Linked DNA regions of Mus musculus: region 2 is linked to region 1. Evidence: chromatin contacts called from public promoter capture Hi-C data. All regions are on one chromosome and are shown on one strand. The core of a region is the stretch at or near the end of the contact, and the rest is flanking DNA. Distances in the headings are between cores, read along the strand shown.

Region 1 (7,622 bases), core at 2,989-5,488:
TTTAAGTGGTTTTAGGGATGTAACTCAGGTCACCAGGCTTGTTCTGCAAGTGCTTTATCTGCTGAGCCATCTAGCTGATCCCTGTGTTACCTTAATCTACTCATTGGTGTAGAACTTCCCTGGCTGGGAGCATCCCACTCTGTGCCTTCCCGTCACCTGTGCCCTGGGCCCTAGCTCTGTCTCTCTTGGGCTGGAGGGCACACACACAAAGATTGGCTACACTCTATTTACTGGCTGCAAACAGCCCTGCGGCACCCATGGCAAGATTAATACAGTGGCTTCCAGGATGAATACTGGGAACCATAAATTAGAAAGGATCATAGCCCTGTCTGGCATGATCATCCTTGCTCTCCCAAGCATTTTGTATTTCAGGAAGGGCTACGGCAGCAAGTGATCGTTATTACCACCGCCATCCGTCTGATTACTAATAATGTTAATCCCCTTGGCCAGTATAAGTGTTCATTACAACACAAGTAGGTTCTAGGTCATTATTTAATAGAAGCAATATAGATAACGATGGAAACAATAGGGGACAAAGCTCCAGCTGGGCGTGCTGCCAAAGACAACCTCCCAAGCTGCTTCACCCTCGAAGCTGATGTGAACTTGGGACGGCCACCAGTTCAGGACGAGGTGCTGCTCTTGTTACGTTACTTCACTAATTCCTCACAATAATCTTTTGAGGTTGGTATTGGCTACATTTTGTAAGCTGAGGAAACAGAGGCTCAAAAGATTAAGAGACTTGCTCAAGATCCTGCCAAGTGGTAGAGCTGGATGAGAACAGGTCTGTCTGACTCCAGGCACTGAGCTGTAATTGGTCAACTGGGGCAGAAGAGTTGGAACTCTAAGGAGAGAGGCAAGGCTGACAGGAGGCCCTGGCCCTGAAGGAAACTGTCCAACCAAGCCTGGGATGTCGGCTCTTTGCCAGAAAAATTTCAACAGTAGTCCCAGGAAGCCAGAGGCCAGCCAACCCAATGGGCAAGCATGAGAAAGATAGAAACACAAACACACACACATAGACATAGACACACACACAGACACATTCACATAGACATACAGACACATTCACATAGACACACAGACATATTCACATAGACACACAAAGATACATTCACATAGTTTCACACAGATACACATACATACATACACACAGACACATAAATACACAGACATACACAGACACATGCAGAAACACAGATTTCCATATAGATATACAGGAGCATATATACACAAGCATACACATATACACACACAGACACACATGGACACATACACACAGACACATATGTATAGATACACACTGAGACATACTTGACACAGACACATACACATAAACACACAGGCACATGGATGCATACACACAGACACATACACATAGGTACACACAGAGACACACACGGACACGTACACACAGAGACACACACGGACACATACACACACACACACATAGAGAGACACACAGACACACATTTTTAGAGACACACAGACATACAGACATACACATAAAGACACACACACTCACATACAAGGACACAGACACATAAACACAAGCCTTTGAGCCCAGTACAGTATGTATGTAGAAACTTAGAGTGAAAGTCATTTTTGTGGTGCTGGATGGGGTAGCTCACACTTGTAGAATCAGCAGAGACAAGGGGCTTGCTCCTAGTTCAAGGCCAGCCTGAGCGACAAAGAGTTAGGGGCCAGCAAATGTGCCATGGGTAGGCCCTGCCTCAAACAAAACAAATCAATAAAAGTTATGAAAAGAAAGTCATGCTGTCATTGGGACCTTTGAAGCCAGGGACCAAGTAACCAGATCGACTGGACAAAACCTGAGCTTTTCAGCGCCCTGTTGAATCAGCGGCAGGTAGGATTGTTGATGTGCAGAGAAGAGAGAGGCAGAGAGACATAAGCCTGAAAGAGCCAGGCAGAGAGCTGGATCCTGGACAGTGAGACCAGACTGGGACCCAGGGCCAGAAGGACAGGAACGGAGAGGAGATCACAGTGACAGCCACAGTGACAGCAGGAGAGACCTCAGAGGCTCCAGAGGTTGGAAAGGCCGCTTCTCCTTCCTTCCCTCCCCAGTCTGACTGGAAACCTCCCATCTCTGCCCTGGCTCTTGGCAGGTGGGGACGCTGGCTCTGAGGCTGCTGCTGATATTAGCGAAGGCTTTGAATGGGGATGGGTGGAGCAGCTGGGGATGGTGGGGAAGCAGCCAGCGCCTTTCTGCCTCTACTCACGTCCTTTCCCTTCTTCCCTGACCTGGTATTCCTCCCTCTCTTGGGGATGGCACCTTTGGGGAGAGGCTCCCTCAGCCCCTCCATCATGGGTCTTAGATCTCCACCTAGCCTCTGGTGGCAGCCCCACCCCTGTGGCCTAAGGTTTAGAACTCCAAACCCAGACACTTAATGTCAACTCCCATAGGGCTGGTAGGAATGGGTTGTTGAAGGTTAGAGAAAAATCCCCTCACAGATGCTTAGGGGAATGGGCCATGGAGGTGGTTGTCACAGGCTTCAGTCTGGGGCTCTGCCCTCCTCTGATCTTCAGCCTACCTCTTCCCTCCCCCCACCCCTCCCTCTTCCCTCCAGCTTTCCTTCTCACCTGTGGCTTCCTCTTGTCGGGCTGTTTCCTGTGCTCCCTCCTCAGCTCTGTGCGGTCTCTGTTCACCCCTGCTCCCTGTCTGGGTGGCTGGTCTCTCCTGGTCTCAGTCTCACCACCGATCATCCAGCCCTGTTCTGTGTGGCGGGCTTTGCCACTTTTGCCTCTTGCCCGCCCTTTTCTGTCTCCCCCTACCCTGGGCTGCTCCCTTTCCACAACTGCCTCTGGTGCCCACTCTCTTCCCACAGTGCTGGTCTCATTCATCATATTCTTATCCAATGTTCCTTAGGGAAGCCTCCCGAACATCCCACCCCGGCCCTTAGTCTCCCCACCAGGAACAAGAAATCCCGTGCAGCAGGCACTAAGGGGGCAGCAGGGCAAGGCAGGCAGGAGATGAAAGTTCCAGCAAACAGTTGAGCTGGGTGAGCTCATCACTGCCCAGGGCAGGGCGTTAGATCAGCCGGAAAACCCGGCAGCAAGCAGAGGTAGCCCGCAACCCTGCATCCCAGCATCCAAGGCCTCCGTCCATAAAAACCAATCCCGTGTCTACATCTAGCCCAGACCTCCAGGCTAGACCTGAGCCCTTCACTTTCTATCAAGTCTGAAGCTCTCTCAGCTGATTCTGTGCTTGAGTCTCTATGCCCAGGAGGCTCCACTGTCCTTTGACAAAGCCAGAGAGATCAAACCCCCTCCACCCCGACCCTGACCCAGGGCTTGGAGAGAGTTTGAAACTTTCTCTTGGCATCGCACCTGCCTCTCTAGCCTGCATCTGTGCTCACTACCATAAGGGCTCTCATACGTCAGGATTCTTGGCCCTAGTACTTTGGGAAACGGTGTGAGAAAGGAAGAGGGGCAGGTGGATGGAGCAGAACCCTCTTGCCCCACCAGAGGCATGCATCCCTTTAGTTCATCCTGCCAGGCTCAGGAGGAATTCTCTGTCCTGTCTCCACCCACTCCGTGATGCTCCCCAACTCGGCTGCCTCCATCTGCTCCCCAGTCAGCCTCAACAACTGGCCTTTTACCCCCGACCGACCCGACTATCGTCGTCCCCCGAAACCCCCACCCCCACCCCAACCCGTGCCCTGGAGCAATGAGCCTGGGCAGGGGCATGGCTCCTAAGGACCCACAAGGCTAGCAGGATGAGAAGTTGGCTGAGAGCTTGGTTATTTGCTCATCATTCACCCCAGAGTCTTGTCTGTTCCAGATAGTAGATACTGGCCCCACCTTCATAGAAGAACTCCCTGCTACACTGAACCAGTGTCCCTGTGACATCCTCCCACAGATGCCGGAAAGCTCTCTGCCCTGAGCACACAACTCCAGCTCTGTGCCATTCCTCTGGAGAAAGAAAAGCCTCGCCACACCTGTGGGCTTCAGCTCCTTCCGCCCCACTTCCCAACTGTCCCATAACTGGCTCCATATCCGGGTGCACAGAGGAGCCCCCGTCTCAGACCTGCCAGGATGGCTTACCGCTTTGGATCATCAATTCTGCGCGCAGTCTGGTTCCTTCTGACTCGCTCCTTGCCCTTGCTCATCGCGTTAGGGTTACTTAAAATGAGAGCGGGGATCTCCAAGCTCCCAGGGGAGCCAAGGTCGTTTGCAGACAGCACCATTAACCCTTTGAGAGCCAGTGGCACGGCTCGATGCCTTATACAGACACCCCACACATGTGTCCACCTTGCAGCAGAGTAGGGGCTCTTCCTGTGGGGTGGCTGGCTCCTAAAGTACCTGCTAGGGACACTTCCTCCTTTTCAATTCTTCTCAAGGTTACTGACCTGCTGGGACGTCCTGCGAGTTGTCTAGCCATCCATTCTTTCTTGTGTAGCATTCTGTGGAGATCGGAGTTCAGATCTAAAAACTGACCTCATACCTCCCAGACTTAAACGTGACTCCAGCCTTTGCTTGAGATGCGCTCTCACTCACTCACTCACTGACTCACTGACTCACTCACTCACTCACTCACTCACTCACTCACTCACTCACTCACTCACTCACTAGTGCCAGATTGTCACAACCTGTAACTTTCCTTCTTTGGCTAGAATAAAATGATATAGATGAAATATATTTTAAAGTATATTATTTTTTACTTACTCCTTAGTACTGGAGACATGGCTAGGCAAATTCTTCCACCAGTGAGTCCCATCTTCCACATGATAGTTACTCAAGGTCATTTTTCTAAAGATTTAAAGGCACATAATATGTTTACTCTCTTATGGTTCTAGAGATTAAAAAAATTTTTTTAAGACCTTACTAATTTGACTTGAAGTTAGACAACAGGAAGAACTTCCAACTAAAGACTAAGCCAGTTAGGAGACAGTGACTACAGGAGTATCAGACAGCTCAGTGAGGAACAAGATAAGGGCTAGAATTCCCAGGACATCTTGGGGAGGAGATGAGAACTTAGCTGAGATGCCTAAGGAACAGGATCTCAGGTTGATACCTGGGACCAAGCCACCCTGGAGCCTGTCAGGGCTGTGTTCAGCTTTCCAGCCCCAAGCAGGGAGAAGGCTGATGGATGTTGTTGGTATCAGTATGATTTTCCTGTCTTCACTGACTCTGGGAGGCCATGCCCCCACCCCTCAGCATACTGCCTTCTGAGCTGATGGAGATGGGATGGAGGGCACGGAATTACATTCTGGGCTTGTTTTCTGGTTAAATCAACCGAAGCTAGCGTGATGGACAGGTGGGAGAGGGGCTGATTGATGGAAGACAAGAGCTGGGCCTCAGGGAGGGAGGGAGGGTCCTGGTGAAGGCAGGGCTCCGTAGGCCAGAGCCATGCAGGAAGGGTAACCTCGCACAGTGATGGGCAAGAGGAGACACACGGTGAAGGGAAGAGGAGATGTAGTTAGCATCCTGCTGTCTGTCGTAGGTGCTGGGTCTGCAGTGCAGCAGGCTGGCCTGCCCCTTGCTCGCCATCACCCACCTACGCTCATTCACTTAAGAGTTTGAAGCCTGGGCCTCCTGTCCACCATAGACAGGAGGCTGCTCTTCAGGCTCTGTTACTACAGTGCAGAGTCCCTTACAGAACACAAGCTGAGGCCAGGGTGAGAGTTGGGGGGTGGGGAGAGGGGGGCTGGCTGCTTCTTAGTATTTCCATCTCTTCTCCTTTGCTGCTTGGTCACCACCCCAGCATACTTCTTCTCATCTTCCTGGACACCCGACAGGGAAGCCCTCCTTGCTGCCAGCCTCCAGTGTCTCTGTCTTCCTGCTCCATCCATGTCATTATATGTGGACTAGCCAGCCAGGCACTGGGCTTGAAGGTGGTTTCTCAGCTGGCCAGCTGTTTCCTCTACAAGATAAAAGCAAAGTGGGCAGAGTCCTGGGGTAATGGGCCCTGTCACTGAGCAGAACACCAGGAGGCACCCATACCCCTCCTGTATCCACCTACCTACCCAGCTTCTCACACGGCCTCCATACACAGTTAATACATTCATGTTTTTTCAGTTCTAGAAACAGGACCTCATCCTAGCTGAGTATGGCCCTTGCTGGCTCTGAATTCATGACAATGCTCCTGCCTCAGCATCCAGGTGAGATTTCAAGTGTACACTTGAAAATGCCAACTTGGTTGGGGGTTTTAAGATGGTTTAAAATATGTGGAGTGTGGTGATTTATGCCTATAATCCTAGCACTGTGGGAAGCTGAGGCAGGAGGATCACAAGTTCAAGGCTACCTTGGCCTACACAGTGAGTTTTGAGTCCAGCCTGTAGAACTTATCAAGATCTTGTCTCAAAATAAAGAGGAAAGATAATGTTGGGGAGGAGCTGTGTGGGAGAGGGTTTGCCTAGCATACGGAAAGCCCTGGGTTCAATCCTTAGAACCATAGGGAAAAACAAAAACCTCCAAACAAAGTGAGCTAGGTCTGGTGGCCCACACCTGTTATCCCAGCCTTGAGACATGACGGTTAGAGAATCAGGAGGGCAAGCTTAGCCAGGGCTACATATTGAGTTTGAGGCTAGCCTAGGCTACATATTGAGTTTGACGCTAGCTGAGTCTCCATGAGAACCTGTCTGAAAACAAAACAAAACAAAAACCAATGACCCAACCAACCAAAATGTCAAATTCATCTCCAAGAATATCCATGCTGACAGCTCTCCTGTCTGCTCACTCCTCTCAGTTGCCCCGGCTTGGTGATACAATAACCGGCCTACGCTGATTGCAGGAGTGGTGTAGAAGCCTGCCTCTTGGGGGTAAGAGACAGTCCTGATGGCTTGAGGTTGGATGGGGCTGAGCTGGGCACAGGGGGATGAGGTGGATGGGAGGGACGCTTCCTTTCAGCCATGCTGGGCCCCAAGGCTTGGAATTAATCTGATTCAGGTACAGTCCTCTCACCTCCACAGGGCTCCCGGACTTCCTCACTTTTGCTTTGATGTGGGGTTGGTAAAATCCCTCCATGGAGGTAAGCCCTGCATGGCTCAGACCTTGGGCAAAGCTTCTCCATGGCTTGGGAATGGGAGTGCAGGCCACCCTTTCCTTCCTAGAGCAATAGGAAAGGAGGCAAGACTCCTCTCCCCAGCCTGGTGGAGTGAAGTTCTGAGGATCCATTGGGATTCCTGGGGGGCTTGTCTGGCCAGCTTAGTCATCACAGCAGACACACTTAGAAGTACATTTGGCCATCTGTTGGAGAAATAGGGGCCCCGCCCAGTGACTCCTTCCCTGTGTCCAAGTCAAGGATGAGACAAGGATGTGGCCTCAATGGATTCAGAAAGGAAGACACGCTCTTGATAAAGAATGGAGACCCTAGGTGGCCAGAGATGGCCAAGGGAAGGAAGGAGGTACAGAGGAGAGGGAGATGCAGGGGCTGTCAGGCCAGGGAGGTGGATGAGAGGGTGAGGGGAGCTGGCGCTGCAGGCCAGTGGTGTCCTGGGGACTGGAGACCCTTCAAATCCCATTAGCAGCAATAGAAGGTGACATGTGGGATCGATTCCAATCGAGGCAACAGACTCCCAGTAATAAACCTATTTCATTCACACTTCTCGCCCCCACTGCTGCCGAGAGAGGAGGTTGCTGTGGCCCAGCTCTGCGGGCTGTTGGAG
Region 2 (7,622 bases), core at 1,352-3,851, 2.2 Mb before region 1:
TGGTTCCTTTCTTCCCACCACCATGTCCTACACTTATAACCTCAGCTTCCCTAGAAAACTAGCCTGGAAGGACCATACCCAAGAAGCAACCTGCGGACTCTCTTCCTCTCAGAGTACAAACCAGGGAAAGCTGAAGACAGTAAAGGAAGCTCTGGCTCTACTGTCCTGCCTGCCTGCCTGCCACACTCCAAGTTCTCCCACACCAGGCCAGACTCCTTCAGTGTTTCCAAACTCAGGGGAGGGAAGATCACCTCATAACAGTCACACTGATGTGAAAAATGCAGGCTTGTAGCCACCAGGGGAGAAGGAACTAATAAAATAGTCTCCAAAGCTAGTAGCAAGATCCACCCCCACCCCCCAGAGTCCCTCTAAGACCCATTCTCCCTACCGCTCCCTCAGGAACCTGCCCTCATCCTGAGCCCAGGCATGGGCTGGGAGAACAGAGCCTATGCTACTGGCATTCCCAGCATTCCTGAGCCACCATGCCACAGGAGCCTGAACAGACTCCCCTCCTCTGCCCAAGGCAAGAGGGCCAGTGTAGGCCAAGTTTCTTTTAGAGGGGCCATGGGCACTGCAGCTGAGAACCCCCAAAGACAAAGATAGTAGATGGCCTTGGCAACCGAAAGGAAGCAGCTGGAGGAGGCAAACCTACCCGTAAGTGAATCCACTTAGCAAAATCCAATCTTTGATGTTTCAACACATGCCAAGGAAGCCTTACCCACTTCTACTGGGGATCTTAGCGATGCCACAGCTCTAACCAGTGCTGCAGGAAAAACAGTACCAAAGATGCTACAATCTTTACTTGACTGAGCCACTCCTGGTGGTCCTAGCTTGGTGAGGTAAGCCTCAGCTGGGATAGATGAGGCCCCATCAAAACTCAAGTATCTCATTATTACTCCACTCCCAAAGTTACCTCACCAAACCACGACCTGGTTTGGTGGCAGAAAGGGCTAGAAAACACCATGAAAAAAAAAATGAATCAAAGCCTCCAAGAACCACAAAATTCACGTCTGTCTTCCCCCCAGGCAACTCCCGTTTCCAGTGTGGATAAAGGTGCTCCAGGAGGGACAAGACCATTACAGTGGGCGTTATCCAACAACGTGAGCACTGTATCGCGCAGTACCAGCTGTTATAAAATTGCACCCAACAATTTCCTCAAGGGACACTAGGGAATAAAATAAGGCAGGACGCATGGAAGATGCCTCCTGACCAAGGATAGGTAGGATGGAACGATGCCTACTGGGGAGCGATGGCACTGCTGCCGCTCAAAACACACATTGCTGTCACCACCAGAAAAGGTGACAGTCACCTAGGATAAGCAGATGTGACCCCAGGAGTGGGGAGGAAGTGGCAAAGCTGCTACGAGCCAAGGCAAAAAGAGGAATTAAAGGTTAGTTACACCAGAGTTAGTAAGAGGAGATCCAACGTGGGGTCAATGAACGGCACTATTCTTTAGTGAAATTCAGGGAGCAAAGAGGGGTTGTACGAGGGATGCCTAGGCAGGGAGCCTACAGGTGGGTACATATAAGTGGAAAGAACTACTGAGAAGGGTCATTATGGAACCGGGCTGAGTTCCAGGCTACGTCCTTCCAGCACAGGCCTGGAATCTTATTAGAGTTGGGGTGGGGAGAAGAATGGGTCATTTCTAGGTGACATGGTAAAGTTGTGGAGGAGTAAGCAGAAGGAGCCAAAATCATAAAACCTGAGGTGTGGGTGGATTCATAGGAGGAGGTGGTTGAGGGGCCACATGTCCCGATGTCCCTTGCTCTCAGGGGTCAACAGTAGAGACTGTGACTGCACCACAGAACCTCAAGCTGAAGAAACAAGTGTAGCCTGGAGAGAAGGAGCCAAGCACCAAGAGGGGGGCTCTGGCCTCCGGGTCCTTCGAGAGCAGGAGGTTGTATGGTGTGATTTCGATCACCAGACAAGGGACCCCCAGCGTGGCGCAAGCGAGGTCCTCACCGTGATGTTGCAGTGGATGCGGACGGGGTCCCCCGGCACCGATCCCCGGGAGGGGAGATGGGGTCCGGGCGCAGCCCCGGCCCCGGCCCCTCCGGCTCCGGCCAGCAGGAACTCGCAGCTCAGCTCGTCCAGGCAGGCGCTGGCAATGCGGAAGCGCTCGTGGCCGCGGTGGAAGATGGACTCGAGCAGCTTCAGCTCCCGCCTCAGGCAGGGCCCTGGCCCCGGGCCCCCTCCCGGGCCGCCCCCGGCCCCCGGCGCCGCCCCCTGGACCCCCAGTTGCTGCCCCGGCCCCGGCTGCTGCTGCCCCTGCGGCTGCGGCTGCTGCATCCTCCGCTCCGCTCCGCTCCGGGGCCGGCGGGCCGGGAGCCTCCGGCCTCCGCTCCGGGCTCCGCCGCCGCCGCGGTCCGCACTTCCTGATCCCCCCTTCGCCAAGATGGCGCCGCCGCCACCTCCGGGACAGGCCCCCTCCGCTCGCCGGCCCACCCCCCCCACGGCCGCCGGAAGCCGCGCGCCCCTCCCCCTCCGCGGCGGCCCCGCCTCCGGCCTCACGTGACCTCTGAGCTCCGGCCCCCGGCACGTGATCCGCGCGTCTTTCCCGCCCCCCGGCCCGCGCCTGTCACCCTCCACATGTGACCCTAGGCCCTCGCCTCGCTGCTCGAAGCGCTTCCGTGCGTGTACGTGCGTCGTGCGTGACCGTGCACCGGGGGGCCTTTGCCAGCGCTTCCCTGTCACATGGCCGGCGTCTCTTGTCACGTGGCCGGTGCCTGTGTTCCCAGGGGCTCCCCGCGCGGGACTCTGGCTTCCTGCTTGCGTCCCGCGGCCCCCGCGTGCGGCGCATGGCCGTGTCTGTCCTGTATTCCCATGGGGGTCGTCGGGCCGGGTCACCGGCCTCCGCGTCTGCGGCGGGAAGGCGCCTTTCGCTACGGTCGGAGAAACGGACTTGGATCTCCCTGCGGTTCCTCTATGGTGTGTGACCTTGGGTTATCTACGCTCCTGGGGAGCCTCAGTTTCTCCATCACAACAATGGCACTGTACAAGACGGGGAGGCCTCTTTAGCCTGTTCCCAAAGGCTCTGTGCAGGGATACTGAAGTATCGAGTATGGTCGCTGGTCAGCTACGTCTGAGGGGACAGATGGTGCGGCTTCCTCCACAGAATCACAGGGCTTCGTTATGTGTGAGTGCAGAGTACTAAGCTAGGGGTTGCATAGACGACACCCACGCCTACCTGCTATTCTTCTTCCCACCTCGTCGCACTGATCCTGAACGGGGCTTGAAGTTTGCGGCAGTACCTCGTCGTTCCCACTAGGTGGCACTATCACAAAGGACAACGGAGGGTCCTGAAACCCAGAGCTGCAAACTGGCAGGTGCCAGGATGTTGTAAGGCCTGATGGGTTTGGGACCAATTCATCATGTGAGCCGTTGGCCCGTCTACCGTCACCACCTCTATGTTTTTTGGAAGCTGACTGTACCTTGGTGCTGGGCTACTGATTCACTCAGTGATGTTAGCAGAAAGCTTTACTAGGCCAAGTTTAACTCCGTATGTTTTAAGAAATTCGTGTTCTTTGAGCCTGGGGGGATGAGTGTGGGTGTGTGGGTGGGGCTGGTTTTTCTAATGACCAGAGCAGCCTGAACATTTAGCTGCATACCATCTTTGTGCCTATGTCCACAAGCTGGAAGCATAAAATACTAGGGTAAGCCAGTCCTAGCAGAACAGGGTTGTAGTCGCAACTATCTAGGAGAGTCAGAAGGCCAAGGCCTACCTGGATAACTTAGTAAACTCCTTTCTCGGCCAAATAACTAATAAATAAGGGCTGAGGGTGTGGTAGAATGCTTGCTTAGCTAGTAGAAGCTCCAAATTTGACACCCTCCCCCATCATCACACACAAAAAGAGTAATTGTAAAAAGTCTAATTTATCAAGCATTCCCCAAGCCAGGAATACTAAGCAAATATTTCTAACCCTTAACACCATTGCAAGGTGAGTGCTTTAACCTGTATTTTACAGATAAAGGTCAGGATGTATAGATACTGAGCAGAACTTCTAAGTCTGTCTCCACGTCCTTTACCCTGTTCTGTCTGCTTGCCTGCTTCCTTTATTGTTATTGTCAGGGTCTTGCTATATAGTCCAGGCTGGCCTGAATCTTATTCTCTTGTCTTAGCTTCCCAGTGCTTAACTTATAGGCACACATGCACCACCTTGCTCAACTCCCCTATTCTACTAGCCCCACACACTTCCTTTTAGAACTTTTCACAGATCACATGACCTTTAGCCCTTACCCAAGGAACTGGAACTTTAGGTCTTCCATGTCCCCAACCCCATATACAAGTTTTAAATGTATACATTTACTTATTGTCCTGAAGATTGAGCCCAGGGCCTCATCCATGCTATGCTTTGTCATTGAGAAACCCAGAAGTCAAGGTCAGTGGGGCATGGTGCCTTCTATTGCTACTTCACTCAGCATCTCAGCTCTTTTGGTTGCTGCTAAGCTTCATGTAAAATCATACCTAAGATAATTGGGCATGAGTGTGGTTGCCATCTGAACTGGAAATGAAGTAGATATATTTATTTAGTGAATGCAGAGGCAAGTGATTAAAAACAACCTACCCTCATGGAATTCATATTAAGGAAAATAGAAATTATAAAACCAGAATCTACAAAACAAACTGCCTTGTTAAATGTGGGAAATGGACAAATATTTACTGAGCACCTACTGTGTATGATACACTGAAGAAACAGCATTAAATGAAACAGATTCAGTCCTTATTTTCTCAACCTGACAGGAAATCAGACACTTGGGCCAGTCAGATGCCACACAAGCCTAGTGTCTTGAGTTTAATAATGTTAGGTACCCAAAAAAGTAGAAGAGCATAGACTCCACAAAGCTGTCCTCTGATTTTCACACACCATGCCATGGCCTTTGCCCCTCCTAACAATAAATACAAACTAAGCAAAGCAGACATTTAATGCACAGAGACACACTCAGGCACTGACTTTTAGCTGTAGTAAGTGCCTCAGAGGGGAAGACTAGCCATCTGGAAAGGAGTTCTGAATGAAGGACACTCATTTCTGAAGAGTGAGTAGCACGGGTGGAGCAAGAGCTGACATGTCTCAAGTTACAGAGTGTGAGAACACCAGCAAAGGCTACAAACTCAATTCAAATTACAATTAGATTTATTAAAACTGCAAGTGGGGTTTTAAAGCCACTTTAAAGCCACATCAAAGGCATGCTGCCAACAAGGGGTTAAGAGAAGGATTTTTTTGAAGGTGGAGATGACCATTATCTTGCTTCTGTGGAACTTGTAGCTGTGTAAGAAAGTTCTTAACTTCCCTCAGCTATGTGAGGCACCGTCTCTTTCCCCTTATTCACAGCTCTAAAGGGGATACCTCTGAAAACAGTGATAAGTGGGTTTACAGAAGCCAGGGCAAGCTGTTAATCATTTCACAGCAGTTACACCATTCTGTGGAGGGTGGAGTTTGCTAGGAGTTCATCTTTCAGAACTTTAGGGCAGAGCTCTGCCAGTGGGTATCAAAGAAGTACCTGGTACAGAATGCAGTTTCCTTAGCCATCACAATGGCACACAGGGTTTTAAGGAAAGATTATCAAACTGAAGGAACAGAAGAATAATTGGTCTAGAATAGAGGAGAATGATGGAGGTAGGGCAGGCAAAGACCAGATCTTGGAGCGTTTAGGGATTTGAGCTTATTGTAAGAACTGGGAAGATTGAAAGGTCAACAGAGCCTTAAGCTGTGGAAGCAAATATCAGTAGCAGCACTAACAGAGCTGAGCTTTGTGGGAAACCAAGGTTTGGTTCTGAAGTGGAAGGAGGTTAGGAAGAAAGGCATAAATTCTAAGACAAAGGAGGGGATCCAGCACTCAGGATGCTGAGACAGGAAGATCATGAATTTGATGCCAGCCTAAGCTACACAGACCCTGTCTTAAAAAAAAAATAAGGAAGAGAAATCGGGATTGTAGGGTTACCTCAATGGCAGAGTATAAACTGTTTTAATTTTTTTCTAATGTCTGCTTTTCTTACAAACAGTAACCAGTTGTTTTAACTTCTTAGCAGCCCTATAGTCCCCGAGTGGTGCACTGTAAGAGCTGTCAAACTTCAGCCCTTCTTTCCAGCCCTCAGCTGCCGTGTCATACCACCACAAGAGTTTTCAAAATGGCCGCACCACAACACCTCACCTGCTGTCATGAGCATTACCACAGGAGCTGTCCACGGTGACAGTGCCTTCTTTCCTGCCTCAGCCTGTGGCCATCATAAAATTAACATTAAAGGAAGAAGTTACTGCAGGAGCTGTCCACAGTGGCACTGCCTCCTCGCTAACCTCCCCACCAATCCCTGATCTTCCCCAAGCGTAGGACTTGAAATCCCACCAATCCTCACATTGGAAATCTGCCCGAAAAGTTCTAGCCCCTGAGAAATCCTATATAAGCCCTGCCCTTTGTTCAATCTCTGCTGTCCATTTCCAGAAGCCACCCCTGGATTTGTCCTTCCTTCTCCTGGATTCATCTCTCCAATCCCTTCATGAGATTTGCTGCCTGGTGTGACTCTTATAAGCCAAGAAGCGATGAAGAGAAGGGAAGAATTAAAGCAGGGGAGGGGGCTCAGCTTCCTGATCTCTTCAGCTCAGCTGGGATACCCTCCCCTGGGAGCTGCAGTGTCTCTGCTGAGAAGGCTTCAGGAATCTCAGAGCTGTGTGGCTCCTGGACTCCCATGTCTCGGGATGCCCTGCCCTTGAGACACTGCCCCACATCAGCTGTGCAGTTCCTGGGCTTCAGAGCCCCAGTAGATACCCTTCCACTGAGCAGAAATTTATAAGCCCTCGTCCTGGTTTAATCACTCGGCCCCTTCAAAGGTTTCTCCCAGCCCTTCCTCCCTCAGTTCACCAACAGTATGCTTAAAGAATCCCTTCTCTCAGTTTTCTCAGTACTGGCAACTCCAAACTATAGCAACTGTTCTAGCCTATCTGCTCAGCTCAGCTTCTCCTGGCTCAGCTGTCACCAACTGTCTTCTCTTTTTACTCTGTTAGAAGAATTCATGTTCAACTCCCTTCTCTTTTCCCTCTGCTAGCCCTGTGCTTTCTCAGCCTCAGTTGGCTTTTTTTTTTTTTTTAAATCTCCTGTTCCCAGAAATCCAAGAGGCAACCAACACTGAAGATCACAGGGTCCGGCAGTTCTAACAGCTAAGAATTCTTAAAAGGCCAGTTGACTAGCAACTAGGGATCCTTTAAAGGCCCAGGCTCACAAGACAAATCACACTACAACAGAGGGCTTGCTGAGCATGTACAATAAATAATACAGCCCAAGAATGCTTACTCAGATGAAAAGAGACTCGTGAATTAACGAATGAAGGATGATCACAAAGGTATAACACACTTGGATCCTCTTTGCAAAATGTCTAAAATGTACGTTTTATGTGTATATTTGTGTGCCCAAAATATGACAGCTGAGCAGTGGTGGTACACACCTTTAATCCCAGCATTCAGGAAGCAGAGACAGGCAGAGCCAAGTTTGAGGCTAGGACTGTCTACAGAATGAGTCCCAGAACAGCTAAAGCTGCACAGAGAAACTCTGTCTTGAAAATAAAACAATAACAAGCAAAACAGACATGAATGTTATTTTAAATAAGTGTTTTTATTAAAATGATAAAAATA

What was found. Promoter capture Hi-C pulls out the DNA fragments that hold promoters and counts their contacts.
Region 2: a contact with region 1 is called in a promoter capture Hi-C map of liver, with 5 times the contacts expected there. The contact joins the promoter of 4632404H12Rik here to the promoter of Etv3l in region 1. A contact is called at or near these places in 2 of 39 promoter capture datasets (liver and pre-B cells).

What each region holds. Positions count from the first base shown.
Region 1 is chr3:87,546,673-87,554,294 of GRCm38.p6, reverse strand. Etv3l (ets variant 3-like) reads right to left here and starts at 4,238. Exons shown (of 6, transcript NM_001370856.1): 1 at 4,060-4,238.
Region 2 is chr3:89,768,379-89,776,000 of GRCm38.p6, reverse strand. 4632404H12Rik (RIKEN cDNA 4632404H12 gene) reads left to right here and starts at 2,601. Exons shown (of 2, transcript NR_130957.1): 1 at 2,601-3,499; 2 at 6,439-7,622. Ube2q1 (ubiquitin-conjugating enzyme E2Q family member 1) reads right to left here and starts at 2,392. Exons shown (of 13, transcript NM_027315.4): 1 at 1,963-2,392. The coding sequence starts at 2,289.